Regions from separate parts of the Mus musculus genome. Here all the other regions are linked to region 4. The links are chromatin contacts, called in public Hi-C, HiChIP or PLAC-seq and promoter capture Hi-C maps. All regions are on one chromosome and are shown on one strand. Each heading gives the region's core, a stretch centred on a gene start, on an enhancer-like site or on the middle of the called end of the contact. The rest is flanking DNA. Distances are from core to core; before and after follow the strand shown.

The links. Promoter capture Hi-C pulls out the DNA fragments that hold promoters and counts their contacts. A called contact is a pair of places that touch in the nucleus more often than the background predicts. HiChIP or PLAC-seq counts read pairs in DNA pulled down with a chosen protein or histone mark.
Region 1: a Hi-C map of cortical neurons shows a contact between it and region 4, with 2.3 times the contacts expected there. The contact joins the enhancer-like site here to the promoter of Neurod6 in region 4. A contact is called at or near these places in 2 of 39 promoter capture datasets (embryonic stem cells and hippocampal neurons), 2 of 484 Hi-C or Micro-C datasets (both in cortical neurons), 4 of 115 datasets of contacts at active chromatin or transcription factors (embryonic forebrain, embryonic stem cells, forebrain and 1 more) and 1 of 9 other capture datasets (adipose tissue).
Region 2: a contact with region 4 is called in a promoter capture Hi-C map of the HPC-7 cell line. The contact joins the promoter of Itprid1 here to the promoter of Neurod6 in region 4. A contact is called at or near these places in 3 of 39 promoter capture datasets (the HPC-7 cell line, cranial neural crest and neural stem cells), 1 of 115 datasets of contacts at active chromatin or transcription factors (embryonic forebrain) and 1 of 9 other capture datasets (adipose tissue).
Region 3: an H3K4me3 HiChIP or PLAC-seq map of embryonic forebrain shows a contact between it and region 4, with 7 times the contacts expected there. The contact joins the enhancer-like site here to the promoter of Neurod6 in region 4. A contact is called at or near these places in 10 of 39 promoter capture datasets (the HPC-7 cell line, embryonic stem cells, epiblast stem cells and 5 more), 1 of 484 Hi-C or Micro-C datasets (embryonic stem cells), 3 of 115 datasets of contacts at active chromatin or transcription factors (embryonic forebrain, embryonic stem cells and forebrain) and 1 of 9 other capture datasets (adipose tissue).
Region 5: an H3K4me3 HiChIP or PLAC-seq map of embryonic forebrain shows a contact between it and region 4, with 4 times the contacts expected there. The contact joins the enhancer-like site here to the promoter of Neurod6 in region 4. A contact is called at or near these places in 4 of 39 promoter capture datasets (the HPC-7 cell line, embryonic stem cells, hippocampal neurons and 1 more), 3 of 115 datasets of contacts at active chromatin or transcription factors (embryonic forebrain, embryonic stem cells and forebrain) and 1 of 9 other capture datasets (pancreatic islet).

The regions. Positions count from the first base shown.
Region 1 is chr6:55,878,402-55,881,101 of GRCm38.p6, forward strand. All of the region lies in intron 4 of Itprid1 (ITPR interacting domain containing 1), which reads left to right. Among named protein-coding and RNA genes, the nearest start is that of Itprid1, 43 kb to the left of the region's middle. Within about 2 kb of position 1,395, at least 4 of the 459 cell types and tissues checked have an H3K27ac peak or open chromatin away from gene starts, as enhancers often do. A contact at or near this core is called in cortical neurons, where this site is marked.
Region 2 is chr6:55,835,568-55,838,267 of GRCm38.p6, forward strand. It overlaps Itprid1 (ITPR interacting domain containing 1), which reads left to right and starts at 1,451. Exons shown (of 14, transcript NM_001081665.1): 1 at 1,451-1,517.
Region 3 is chr6:55,919,334-55,922,036 of GRCm38.p6, forward strand. All of the region lies in intron 9 of Itprid1 (ITPR interacting domain containing 1), which reads left to right. Among named protein-coding and RNA genes, the nearest start is that of Itprid1, 84 kb to the left of the region's middle. Within about 2 kb of position 1,273, at least 22 of the 459 cell types and tissues checked have an H3K27ac peak or open chromatin away from gene starts, as enhancers often do. A contact at or near this core is called in embryonic forebrain, where this site is marked.
Region 4 is chr6:55,679,956-55,682,655 of GRCm38.p6, forward strand. Neurod6 (neurogenic differentiation 6) reads right to left here and starts at 1,308. Exons shown (of 2, transcript NM_009717.2): 1 at 1,009-1,308.
Region 5 is chr6:55,900,759-55,903,471 of GRCm38.p6, forward strand. It overlaps Itprid1 (ITPR interacting domain containing 1), which reads left to right. Exons shown (of 14, transcript NM_001081665.1): 9 at 681-738. Among named protein-coding and RNA genes, the nearest start is that of Itprid1, 65 kb to the left of the region's middle. Within about 2 kb of position 1,308, at least 8 of the 459 cell types and tissues checked have an H3K27ac peak or open chromatin away from gene starts, as enhancers often do. A contact at or near this core is called in embryonic forebrain, where this site is marked.

The sequences.
Region 1 (2,700 bases), core at 145-2,644, 200 kb after region 4:
GGCTACCCTTATGATGAGACCCTGTAGTCTCAGCTCGTCCTACTTCTTAATCTTTCTTCATCTCATGTCTCCTAAGTTGAAGTTTTATTCAGATGGCCTCTTGCCATTCTCTGAGGCCTTCTCAAATTCCATATCCTCTGAGCGGTTCCTCCAGGCTTCTGCATGGAGATGTACTTTTTCTGTAAAGAAGAAGAAGAAGAAGAAGAAGAAGAAGAAGAAGAAGAAGAAGAAGAAGAAGAAGAAGAAGAAGAAGAAGAAGAAGAAGAAGAAGAAGTTAGATCCGTCCTGGGTCCTACCGGGTAGCCCTTGGCTGATACTGCCTCCAATTGTTAGAGCAAATGGAAATCCTAACCAGGGTACAGATCATCTGTAAATTCAGTGGCCTAAAACTAGTCAGACAAGAGTCGTAATAAACACAAGGATGATGCTATCAGGTTAGAAAGTTTTCTCAGAAGACTAGACCTAGTCAATGAAAAATTAAGAAAACAGTGAGGCAAAGCAAGAACATTCAATGTAATGAAAGTAAGGAGTTTGAACAAGACAAAGAGATGAAAGAAAGTTAAATGTATGCAGGAACACATATGGAAGGAGATCATTTTGAGGAAATGTTTTGTGCAGTGAGGGAGACAGAAATTTTTGTTTTAAATAAGATGTACTCAGATGATAGATTTCTGAAATTCCAGAGAGGAAGAATCACATGCAGTCTCAGGATGGGCTTGGCATAGGAACACCATCTACGGTCTCCTTTCAAATGGGTAATTGTAACTGAGGTCTGCGATCAATAAGATTTTAATGTCATGTCTTTCCTTAGAAGAGAGTCCTGAGCAACTTTTGACGAGCATCTCTACTGGAGTGACCTATGACCTTACTACAACGAGGAAACAGATGTTCCTGGCTATGGGAATGGCTGTTACATCTTGAGCAGAAGCTATTACAGACTTAGGCTTGCAGCAAGGGCTTCCACTCGTGTCAAGTTTGAAATGGGAGGAAAAGAAATAAATGGCTATAAGGAATGAGAATATGATTCCAAATAGCTTTAAGATGTTGAATGCAAGTGTTAGCCAATATGTAAGAGTCTGTTTGGGGTAAGAACATGGGTTAATAATTATCCATACAAAGCTAACACACTGTGGATTACCCCTACAAAGTGTCCTGGTCAGGCAAGAGTTAAATTTGCAGAAAGCTACAGAATGTTATTATTTTAGAGCATTGCAGAACTGTAATTTGATTAGTCTATTGGACGATATTCCAAAGAACCAAATGTCTTCCATGAATCAGTCAGAAATGCTTAGGAAAACCAAAATAAAAAATGCTTTCTAAGCCAACAAAGGTGCTAATTAGTGCCTTCTGCAGATCTGACTGCATCTTCTTCAGTAATACATTGTGCAGGGTTAAGTGCGGTATCTGCTGCTTCAGATGGCACAAGTCCACCTAACAGTAGGGCGGATGGCTAGAGATTATATCTAGAAGGAAGCAGAATTGGAATTTTAACCACAGACGAGAATGAAATCAACAGACTTTTGTTCTCACTTTAATGGGAACCTTGGCTAGCAGGAATTCGCTGACCTTTGTTTCACCTTCTCCAAAGGCTTCCAGCTAGTATTATAAATCAAAGGAGGGGTCCTGGAGGGGGAAAATGGTAGAGAAAGCATGAAAGCCAAACAAGATGGAGTGTAGCACTGAAACTGCCCAGCTACCAGGGTGTGGCATAGCATCATAGATGCAGGTATGTTCCACCTATTGCACATACAACCTTAAGCCTGATGCCTACCGAAGTTTCAGGACATCTAGGATAATAGGGGAGGGTTTCCTTCCTGCTGTGGTGTTCCCCATGCTTCAGATTCTTGTTCTCATTCGAGGTAGCAAATGCTTCAAGGATCCATGCAGATAATCACTAATGAAGCAGGCAACATAAAGACAAGAAAATTGGAGTGTAGGCTGCCGTCAACAGATTGCTACCCTAAAGACACCTGGGCAAGCGCTGCAGCCACTTCCAAGTTTTAAGGAAAGTCTTGGAGTTCCAATCCCTGTGAGAACTGGCACCCCATGAGCCACCAGCTTGTGCCTCTCCTTCAGGCTCATCTTGGTACCAGGCCAGAGAAGCCTTCTTGACCTTGACAAGCCCGACCGTGGCATCCAGGAAGTTTATCTTACAAATCAGAAAACAACAACAAAAACCAAGGAACAGTTTCTCTCTTGGTGCTCTAGGCAAGACTCTCTACAAGTGGTCCATGTGCTGGGAGGCCAGCTGCTGCTTCTGCAGATTCAAGACATCATCACAGAAGCACTATGAGAACAGAAACTGGCCTCCCGGGGCGGAGAGAGGTGGGGAATGTGGACTAGAAATCAGTGAGTGAGCCTAATAATTGTAATAACCTTTTAACATTTTTTTAAAATCAGGCTTACTTTTAAAAGTCTTATCAGGTGTCCTGTGCTAAATTTTCTTCAGACTCTCAGCTTGGCAGCTCAAAGGGTTCTGTGTCTGAACGCACTGGCAGAGCCAGATTGTTGGGTCATTTCCAGAAGTATTGAGAAAAGTATCAGGAGTCTAGGAAAGCACTTGAGTAGCTGCACGTGTACTGTCATGATGCTGAAATTGAGGTAAGGGAGCAACTGTCTTCTAACTGGTGATGGTGCCTCACAGCATGTGGTTGCAGGACCAGAAAGCTCTCCCCCTAGCTGGTGCTGAAGGTGTAAGGT
Region 2 (2,700 bases), core at 201-2,700, 160 kb after region 4:
TTTAGTCCTCCGGAAGAGTGGTGAGTCTTAACCACAGAGTCGTTCCCCAGCCCTCCAATGGGAACTTTTCAGTAGGAAATCCCTGCATCTGAGTCCTCCACAGCAGACCTTGTGCATAAATGCCTTTCACAGGATGGTGTTCCTGCTGCTGCCAGGCCAAACAACTGGTTCTGAAGACCCTTCTTAACTGGCAAAAGAATAGTCAGATATGTCAAGAACAGTTTTGGTCCATTAAATTAATGGACACTAACTATTCTAGTATTTTGGCAGTTGCTAATCAGTGATGTCACCCCAGTTAGGCTTTTTGATCAACCAAACCACCCATCCATCTATGCACAAAGAATAACAGGAGCACGCGTCACTATTCCCTTAGAAGCTTTACTTTCATAACTATATGAAAATTACTAACCTCGGACACGAATGAGCCTGGAGACAGGGCTCGGTGATTAAGAGAGCTTACTACTCTTCCCAGGCACCCAGACTCAGTTTCCAGCACCCACATTGGGTGACTCCCAATTGCCTGTAACTGCAGCTCCAGAAGATCCAACATCCTCTCTGGTTCCCATGGGCCCCTGCACACAAATGGCATACAGATACACAGACGCATACCTACCCACACATAAACTTAAAAATTAATATAAGATGTAGGGTCATCATCCTACCCTAATTCGTACGTGGGATTTCTGAGTCATAAGTCATAATTCAACCCACTAGACAGGCTCCCTGATTCTTTGGCCTCTCCAGTCTATTTTACTTTCGCATGCTCTGTTCTCACCACAAAGACTCCTTGGCATTCCCCCAAAGGCACTGTCCTATTCTACTGTCTTAGTGCTCTCTGCCTTCAGCATTCTCCAGGCAGTCTAAGCCAAGTTTAACCCCTTCAGCCCCACTCTTCAGGAAAGTACTATGCCCTGAGAACCAGTGAGGGCATTATTCTCCAGAAAGCCCCCTTCCCTTGAATGAATTCACCCTCTCTGGAGGAATGCCTCAACATTCCTCAGTGAGATCTCACTGCTGATCTGCATTCCAGATGCCACAAACTGTCCTTAAGGAGCAGAGTGAGTTGCTCATCTTCAATAGTCCCCTTCCCTAGCTTTCGGTGCAGCATGAAGTAGAGCTCAGAGGATCTTAAGGGCACATGGATGCCCAGAACCTCTTTAGTTAGACTCATTTCTGAGGGAGCTGTGTTGTCCAGGTCCCCTCTTTTCAGTGTCTCCTTCAGCTCAGGAAAACAAGTTTTTCCTTAGAACAAATGGGCGTGGAGTATGAAAATATCATGCAGGATTAGTCAAATGCTCTACTGCTTCCTGGTCTATGTCTTTCAGACAGTCTAGGAGTGGAGCTTGCGGCAGGTGGATAGGGATGTGGGGGAGACAGGGGGTTCTGGTGAGCATCTAGGGAGGTGGCTCAGGTGAACAGCTGTGAGGGGTTGATGAACAGCTTTAGAGGGCCCAGGTGAGCAGTGGCTTTGGAGAATGAACATTGCTTGTCCCCAGAACTCTACTCCGCCTGGGAAGGTAAGACTGTTTGCTAACTTCGTGAGTCACAGTACTCTACATGTTCTTGCGGCAGCCTGAAAGAAAACACTGAGTTCTCCCGTTGCCTTCCCACGTACTGGTACTGTGGAGACTCTGGGGCTGTAACCTGAATAACAGGCTCACAGGAATGCAGGTGAAATTGACCAAATTGGGTTGCTAGACACAAATGGGAAGATTTCAATGTTGTGGAGGCTGAAGGTGTTGAAATGCTCCCTGGGAGAAATGCTAATTGGAGTTGTGGGGGCTAAGAATCCGCAGGTGAATGGTGTGAGCATGCGTGCTAGCTGATTCCAGGGAAAGAGAAGAAATGGAGGAAGGGTCAGAGAAGCGATAGACAGGACAGACAGACACACAGAGACACACACACACACAGACACACAGACACACACACACACAGACACACAGACAAATAGACACACACATAGAGACACACAGAGACACACAGACAGAGACACACAGACACACAGACACACAGACACATAGAGACACATACACAGAGAGAGACACACACACATAGAGACACAGACACACACAGACACACACACAGACACACAGAGACACACAGACACACACACATAGGCAAACACACACACAGAGACAGACACACACACACAGAGACACACACAGACACACACACACAGACACACACACACAGACACACACACAGACACACACACACAGACACACACACACAGACACACACACACAGACACACACACAGACACACACACACCCCACATGAAAGTTCAGTTTCTAACTTTAAACTGGTGATGCTTATGTGAATCTGCCACTCTATAACAAGTTTTAGAATGATATTTTGATACTTTATCTTTAACAGTTATAGACTGCTAATTAATGAAACATCTGTTAAACACTAATGAAATTAAATGTTCCAACCAAACAGTAGAACATACTTGTGTTCTACTGTGTGTGTGTGTTGAGAGCAATTTCATTTGGCAGGTATTTTAAAAGTCAGTCATGGCTCTCTGGCTCTCTGTCACTTCTGGTTTGGTTTGGGGGCTCGGGCCTATTTTAGTTGCCATTACAGAGGAACATTCAAGACAAAAGGAACTGACTTTATAATTATTGATTCTTATTCAATCATCTTCAGCTAAATAATAATTTAAAGCATCCTTCTCCCAACTCTTTTCAGTCAAGATAT
Region 3 (2,703 bases), core at 23-2,522, 240 kb after region 4:
AGGGGCAGGAAGTAAGGTGCGGATGGCACACTACCACAGCCAAACCCTGCAGAGGCCCTGGCCGTGTTAAATTCCGTTGCCTTGTGGACTGACCCGAGAAGCATGCTCCCTGTGGTGCCCTCAGCATCCACTTTAAATCCTTGTACAGGAAAGCTAATAAAATACAAAATAAACCCAAAAATTAAACAGAGACCTGAAGCCTGAGAAGACAGCCATGTCTTCCAGAGCATGCTACACATCCTTTGCCCATGACAGCTTTAAACCCACACCAGCAACTATAACCTCCATGGTCATGAGCATTGCTGAGGTATAGATGTCACTGCCCCTGAGGAGAGGAATGGGGTGCTGAGGAATGGGGTGCTCCTCTCCTTTGATGTTTGGTTGATTTAAGAGATGCTATGTTTGTAGAGAAACAGCACCCATGCAACAGCACATCTCAAAAAGAAGGGACTGATCTCAAGGAGTTGTCTGTTCAGAAGATATATTAGGACCAGTAGACACATGGAGAGCAGCGGTCGGGGCCCAGTCCCATGGCTCAGTTGTCTGGCATCAATTCAAGTCCAATTGCTTAATTTTTGCACACCCCACAGAAGCCGATTCCCATGTCATCTGTTGTCATCTTTATATTTCTCTATAATGCGGTTTCTGTTTGTTTAAATGTGGCAAGCTTTATGGTAAGGTGCCGCCTGCAGTTGAGTGGTGGTGGCTTTCCTTTCCTTTCTTCCTTTCTTTTTCTTTCTTCCTTTCTAATTTTCTCTCCCTTTCTCTTTTTTGTTCCTTGGCAGTAGGCATAGACTTAATTTTAAAGACATATTCAAACCCAAATAGCCCTGAACAACTTTTACAAAAAGCTGGGTATTTTCTAGCCTTGTTTTAAAAAATATTACAATTTTATTAGGCAATTTTATCATTGTTATAAATAAGTAATTGTACTGGGGAGAAGGGATAATCCTTATTTAATTAAATTCATCTATACTCCCATGTTGGCAGCAAGAAGACATATGTGAGACTAATACCCGCAGCCTGCCTCTTTGCATGTGCAATTAAAAATTCACTCTACAGTAGCCCTGGCAGTTTAGTGTTGCTTTTGGCATTTACAAATTCTTTTATTTTGTGACTTTTTTTTTACCATACACATATGCTGGAGCAGATGTTGCTTATTTGTTGTTTATTCAAATCTGTAGGCTCTGGCAGCTAACTCCATTGTTCTGTAATGAAGCTTTATTCTCTGTCCTGTATTAGGACCCAGCGCCTGCTCCAGAGACTGTGAGAGGCTGCCTTCCTTCCCAGTAGGATGCCACAGTTATTGCCCTTGTAGTTGGCTGCTTATAGTCTGAAGCTTGCACAGAGAGGGAAAGCAGCAACAACAAAGGGCGGGGTGGTCATGGTCGGAGTGAGTGCAAGGGAACAAACTGGAAGGTCATCTAGCTGTCCTTTGCTCCGTTTCTGCCCTGTGGTCTCTGCCTGGCATCCACACTCATCTGCTGTGGGGATTTGGGGTCTGAGACTTGGAAGCATTCTCTCTCTCTTTCTCTCTCTCTCTCTCTCTCTCTCTCTCTCTCTCTCTCTCTCTCTCTCTCTCTCTCCCTCTCTCTCTCTCTCCACCCCTCCCTTCCTCCAACCTTCCCTCACTCCCTCCTCTCTCTCCCTCTAATTTATTTTGTTCATAAGCAGGACTTGTACTGCCTCTTCCCACCCCACCCCCACTCTCATCCTCGCATTTCCAATGCATCCAGATTGGCTAACAACCATGCTTAACTACACAAGCACTGCCCAGCCCAAACCTGTTTCTGTTGTCAATCACACCTTCAACACATCTTTCTTTATCCAGACACTGGTTCTGGCTGCCCATATCTTGGGGGCAGCCACACTTCATAAAGTAGAGAATGTCAGGTCCTTGTTGACCATAATAAAGACCTGCTGATCCCTAGAGCTTGGATGCCAATTTGGAGACATTCGCCTTCTGGAAAACCCCTGTCTTGGCCAGGAGGCAATCAATCAGAGATGTAACCACCTCCATCTGGCACATTATGACATGGAACCTCACTATTAACACATTTGTGATTCATCTTGTCCCAATGAGTGGTGCCAGGGATCAAAATCCTCCCTCCCCATGGCAGCTGGGAGCATTCTAGCTTCCCAGCATGTGGAGTTAACACGTCGGCTCCTGTGACATTGCAAGTAACAATTCTTTTAATTATCACACCTTCTTCCCCCTCCCCACCCACTCCACAGACATTTTGGCATGATGGGGATATTTTGCAGCCTGTAGTCAGTATTCTTAATTGACTGAATGTGTTCAGATAGCATGGTATTACCCACCATGGGGTGAAAAGGGCAGTTGCCTGATGCTAAGTTCTGTAGATATAATACCCTACTCTTGTTCTAGAGGCTTTTATTTCCTCAATGATGATGAATGTCCCTAAGCCATCTATATAAATAATGTGAACCTCCTTAGGACTTAGTTCAAGGTTCCTCTTGTTCTGATCTCAGCATCCCTCCGTAGACCCGCTTTCTCTCCACTTGCTTGCCTGTGTTTTAAGGTTACTAAGTACCCCCTTCCCAAGGCCTTACTCTTATGTCTCTGAGGCTGTGCTCTTCCCTTTGAATGGGATCCACTTCTGATCTACTTTGCCAAAGATCTAAAGTCATTTGTCCCTCAAGATCTCAGCTTAGCCATTGTCTCTTCTACCACCTCTGCTA
Region 4 (2,700 bases), core at 58-2,557:
TTTAAACTGGATTTTTAATACACATGGAGTGGAGTTAAAGCAAATAAAAGCAGGACACAATAATGCAGACCTTCATTAATTCTAATTCCCCCGAGAACAAAATAGAAAAGAAACCAATGTTTAAAACGAAAAGTGTTCTCTCTCCCTTAAGCTAACAAACGGAGGGGGTTTTGTTAGAAAAAAATATTCCCCAACTTTATTTTCTGTTAACCTCAAACTGGGAATTTAGATAAGTGACTGTAGAACATGCAGATTTAAAGAAAAGATCAATCAGATCAAATTTAAAATTGATTTTTTTTCCTGATGAGTGAAGAACTATGCAAGAGAGTGCTGCCCTCCCAGCCTCGAGGAAAGGAAAGGGGAGTAGAGTCATTCGAAAATAAAACTATAAACAAATGGGAAAAAAACTCACAAACATTACTGGCATTTTTTTTTTAAATCAAAGCAAATGTTGCGACTGCTTTAACATCTAAGAATTCCCTCAATGTAATTGTCTGTTTACTGCTGTTCCGCTCCTAGTGTTTTTGTTCTAAGAGCCACGGAAGTCTCCCTCTAGCTAATATCGGACAGGGACGGTCCACGGATTCTGGCTGCAATTGTGCACGTGTGTTCAGAATCCCAAATGAAAGGGGAAAATAATTTGTGTTTAAAATGCATTTTTTTTTGTTTTTGTTGGGTAAAGCAGCAAATATTTTTCATCTAAAGTCTTCAACCAAATAGGCACATTAAAACAGAGACTTTTAATTTAACAATCTCCAGCCCCTCACTACACATACACACACACACACACACACACACACACACACACACACACACACAAAATATACACATATTTGCAATGTTACATAATAGTAATGAAAGTATGTGATAATTATATCATAAGAATGAAATATGATAAGAACTTATAGATGGCAAAGAACATAGAAATACTCTAAGACAGTGATACTGTATCTTTAAATACTTGCATGCAAAGCCAGCATCAATTGAGTAGATCTTTATTTATATTACCTTAGGTTTTAATTTCATTCAATAATCAGTTTTCATTTTGGATCTTCCAAATCTTTTCAGGCTGAGTGTCGCATCGTCTCCTGGAGCCTCTAGATCTGTGTGTATCTGCACTATCTCATTGATCTCTAAAAAGTGACATTGATGCCAACTGCCAGAGCTGGTACCCATGCCATCTGCTAGTGACGTCACAGGGCAGAGAGAGCCATGTGATCCTCTCTTGGGACCTTCATTCTGCACTGATCATCTGGCATCCCTGTAAGTGGGTACCAGCATTCATGCATCAACACAGGAGGTTAGACTGATAGGGAAAAAATCTGCACCAGCCTTTTACATACAGTAGGTGTGTTTCTCTTCTAGCTGCTCGGGTCTCACTGGCAATCTGTAGAAAGAGCTGTGTTAGTGATGTGTTTCGCCCTGCCAATGGTGCAACTGTTAGGCAGTCGTTAATATTCCATTCATTTGCAAGGTGGGCTTTTGTGTGAGTGAGAGAGGTTTTTGTTGTTTGTGGGGTTGTTGTTTTGCAAGGATCACCAGCTCCTCCTGGTGCATCTGGGTACCAGGGAAGGAGAGCCTTGTGTGGGAACTAGAAGCTGGGGTTGGATACTGAAGGAAACCAAGATTAAGGTCGACAAAGGGGTCAGCAAAGGGCTTCTTATTTCCCTGTTTTGCTTTACGGCATGTAACTTGTGGGTGTGTGCCTGTGTATTTTTCTACTCCCGACTTCTTTGCTTCTCAGGATTTCAGAATAAAAGATCAGTTTATCCATCTGGGGTCTGTGAAAGACATCTTCAAATGCTCCCTTACACTTGCTGCTGTCTTTTCCGCAACTTTTCAGAGGGAGTGTATGCAGACAGAACTGCACACAGACCAATTGTAGAGCTAAAGTGAGTCTTTGGTTAGATTTTGCTCACCGCTGAGCCACTAACTCCTCTCAGTTCCTCTCCCTGATCTCCTGGTGTTTAACCTGCTTGTGCTTTCTCCTTTCAGACACAATAAACAGGAAAACCATCGCTTCAATCTGCTGTTTTTCTCCCCTTGACATGTGGCAGCAGCACATTTTATTTATTCTTTTAAACCAAAGGTTTAATTTCCTTAATTTTTGGAGCTTTCATTATTTTTTTTCTCTGCCCTACTAATTTTATCCTTGCTACATTGTTTTCTCTAGACCCAGATTCACTTAAGTATCTTATTGTTTTAACATCAGTGTTCTGTTCTATTTCTCCTTTTCCCTCGTTCCCCCTCCTGGTGCCTTTTTAACGAAGCAGGGCAGAAGCAGTTAAGCAGAGCTGGCAAAGCCCTTCTAATGAAACAGGATGTAAAGCTAGGGGCCCTCTCTCTCCACTCCTCTCCTCCTCTGAGACATCTCCTTCCCGAACGGACATGGAATTTTAGGCACACCAGAAAATGGCAAAATGTGAACTTTTGAAAAAGTGAAACAAACAAACAAATAAAGACAAGCCGCATTGTTTGACAGTTGCACAATCTCTGGCTCTAATGTGGAAAAGCATGCTCTTGGTCCCAGTATAATTCCTGGCAGCCTGGCATGGTTGAGGTCGTGTTAGCACTTCCCTTATAAATCCCACCTTTGAAAGATTTAGAATTCGGCCGCTTTAATACACTTTGGATTCAACCAAACTGGCACCCAGGTTCAATTCTGCTCCTTTTACCCTACTCAGGTCTATCCCCTTAAAA
Region 5 (2,713 bases), core at 58-2,557, 220 kb after region 4:
GTGAAAACTTTGACTTCATGACTATATCCTAAAAAGTGAGCTAAACCTAAATCCTATAAAGAAATAGTCCAAAATGTCAACAGTATTTTCACTATATGAAGCTCTATATGGTGACACACTTCTACAGTAAGCAGTGTTACTGTCTAAAGGTGATAGTTGCTGCTTTGTTTTAGCAATAGCTTGGTCATCATTCATAGAATATTATTTATTACTCTCCAAAATATTTCAAAAATAAACTCTGCTCCCTCAATATAGAATTAATCTTGTGTGTGTGTGTGTGTGTGTGTGTGAATATGTAGCAGCTACATTATCTCAAATTACTGTGCATAAGCTTTTCAAGCAATACTAGCTTTCTCACATATATTTAATATTCTTCAATAGCAAAAGGAGTTCTAATTCACAACTTCCAAAAAGAAGAAGCCTTGATCCTCTCATCCAGAAGTGACCCTCCCCTCCCATAAACTCTTTTAATTCGCTGAGTCTTTTTTGTGGACATCTCATGCCTCCTTCTCTCCTCCATCTCCTCCTCCTCCTTTTCCCAGAAGTCCATTATCTATCCCCATCAATTTATGTTTATTCCTCTGCACGGTTATCAGTTGATAATTATTGCTTATTGGTTAAATAAAGTGAATGTGTCATGAAAATATTTCTAGTGAAATTGATGTATTTTGACATCTTAGGTCCAGAGCTTTGAAGAAGACACTGGCAACCCTCTTATCCTGACATCAGGAATTGTAGGTAAGGATTCAATAGTAGATATGGTTTCATTAGTGATCGTTCAGGGACAGAATGAAATAGCCAATGCTTAGCTCAGTTAAAATATATGGAGATTCATTGTGACAATGAATTCCAATCCATTTCTATAGCGTTTGAGCTGCAATGTAAATATATGTGTAAATTTTAAAATACTTTTCAGGAAAGTATTCCCTTTCCCTGTGGTTGTTGTGTGGTTTGTCGAGCTGGCTCTATGAGCCGTGTGTAAGAGAATGGATTTACCATCTGAGACTGAATGGGCGTTTTCCTCTCCTACTGTCTGGGGCTGATTGTTGCACAAGTCATGCCATTTTACAGGGCTCAGTTTTTTCCCACAAATAATAAAGAAATCAGTGCGAATAATTTTAATGTTTCCTACTAACACTTGCATTTTAAATTGTTTGTAACCTCATGTCAGATTCTTCATGGACAGAAATTGCCAGGGTGCAGCTTTCCTGGCCTTCTCTTGGGATGTACATTCTAGAGTAGAGAGTGAGCCTTGCTTTGTTCTTGTTTCTTATCCCCCCCAGTTACAGCACTCACAGCTGCCATGATCCTTCAGTGAAGCTGGAAGCAGGCAGAGATTAGTCAAGCAAAATAGAGCAGATGAAGCTAGTGTGTTTCCTGGAAGAAAATATGCAAATTTTAAATTTAATTTAGTGTGGTGTCAAACACATCTTTTCCATTACAAAGTGTATGTATGGGTCTCATTTTGCTAAATGCTGTTTAGAAATTATGCATTAGTAATTATAGGGTCCTGCTGATTATATAAATTGTTATCCTGCTCTTCAAGTAATTACCACATAACCTGCACTGAGATTTATAAGACAAAAATAAGCATCTGTTTTCCATCTAATTGAATGCTTCTCAATGAAGCTGGAGGTCCCCTTGTCAAAAGGAACTGCCTTCCTTGACATTCAATTAGGAGGTCTACTGATATCACATAAGCCATCCCAATTATTCCAAAAAGATTACGTGGGAAGTTGAGCAAATTAGGAGACTAAAGTGAGAGAGGTGGTAGTTTGCCTAATAAGAAAAATCTGGACAAGTTGGGTTCTCTCTCTCTCTCTCTCTCTCTCTCTCTCTCTCTCTCTCTCTCTCTCTCTCTCTCTCTCTCTCTCCCCCCTCTCTCTCCCTCTCCCTTTCCCTCCCCCGCTCCCCCTCTATGTCTGTTTGTCTCTCTATCATTTTTTGTCATTTTCCTTAATTTTCAAAACTAGTGTTTTGCCAAAGTATGTTAACATATGTCTGTAATCTCAGGATGTAGGAGGCCAAGGCAGGAGGATGGCAAATTTGAGGCCAGCCTGGGATACCCTGTCTCCAAACAACTGAATAAAAATATGACTACAATCAGAGTTAAAAGAATTGAATAAATGAAGCAAGAAAAGTATCCTGTATCATGTTTATCCTGCATCACATATATACATGCATTTTAAAATAGATTAATTAATCAATTAATTAATTAATTAACATCATAAATGCTGCTCCCTGTCTGGGTCATCAAGTCCCTCTCACCATCTCTCTCACCTTCTCCTTTGAGAAAGTGGGACACCTCCCTTGGTATCCCTCCACCGTGGTGTATCAAGACTTTGCATCCTCTCCTACTGATGTGCCCTGTGGTCATTTCAGCCTGTGTGTGTTCTTTGGTTAGTGATTTAGTCTCTGGGAGCTCCCAGGGGTCCAGGTTTATTGACTCTGTTGGTCTTCCTGTGGGGTTCCCATCTATTTCTGGGTCTTCAATCCATACCACTAATTCTTTTATGAGTGTCACCCAACTCCACCTTATGTTTGGTTGGGGGTATCTGCATCTATTTCTGTCTACTGCTGAGTAGAGCCTCTCAGAGGACAGTTATGTTAGGCTCCTCTTTACAAGTATAGCAGAGTATCATTAATAATGTCAGGGATTGGTGTTTGCCCATGGAATGGGTTTTGAGTTGGGCCAGTTATTGGTTGGCCTTTC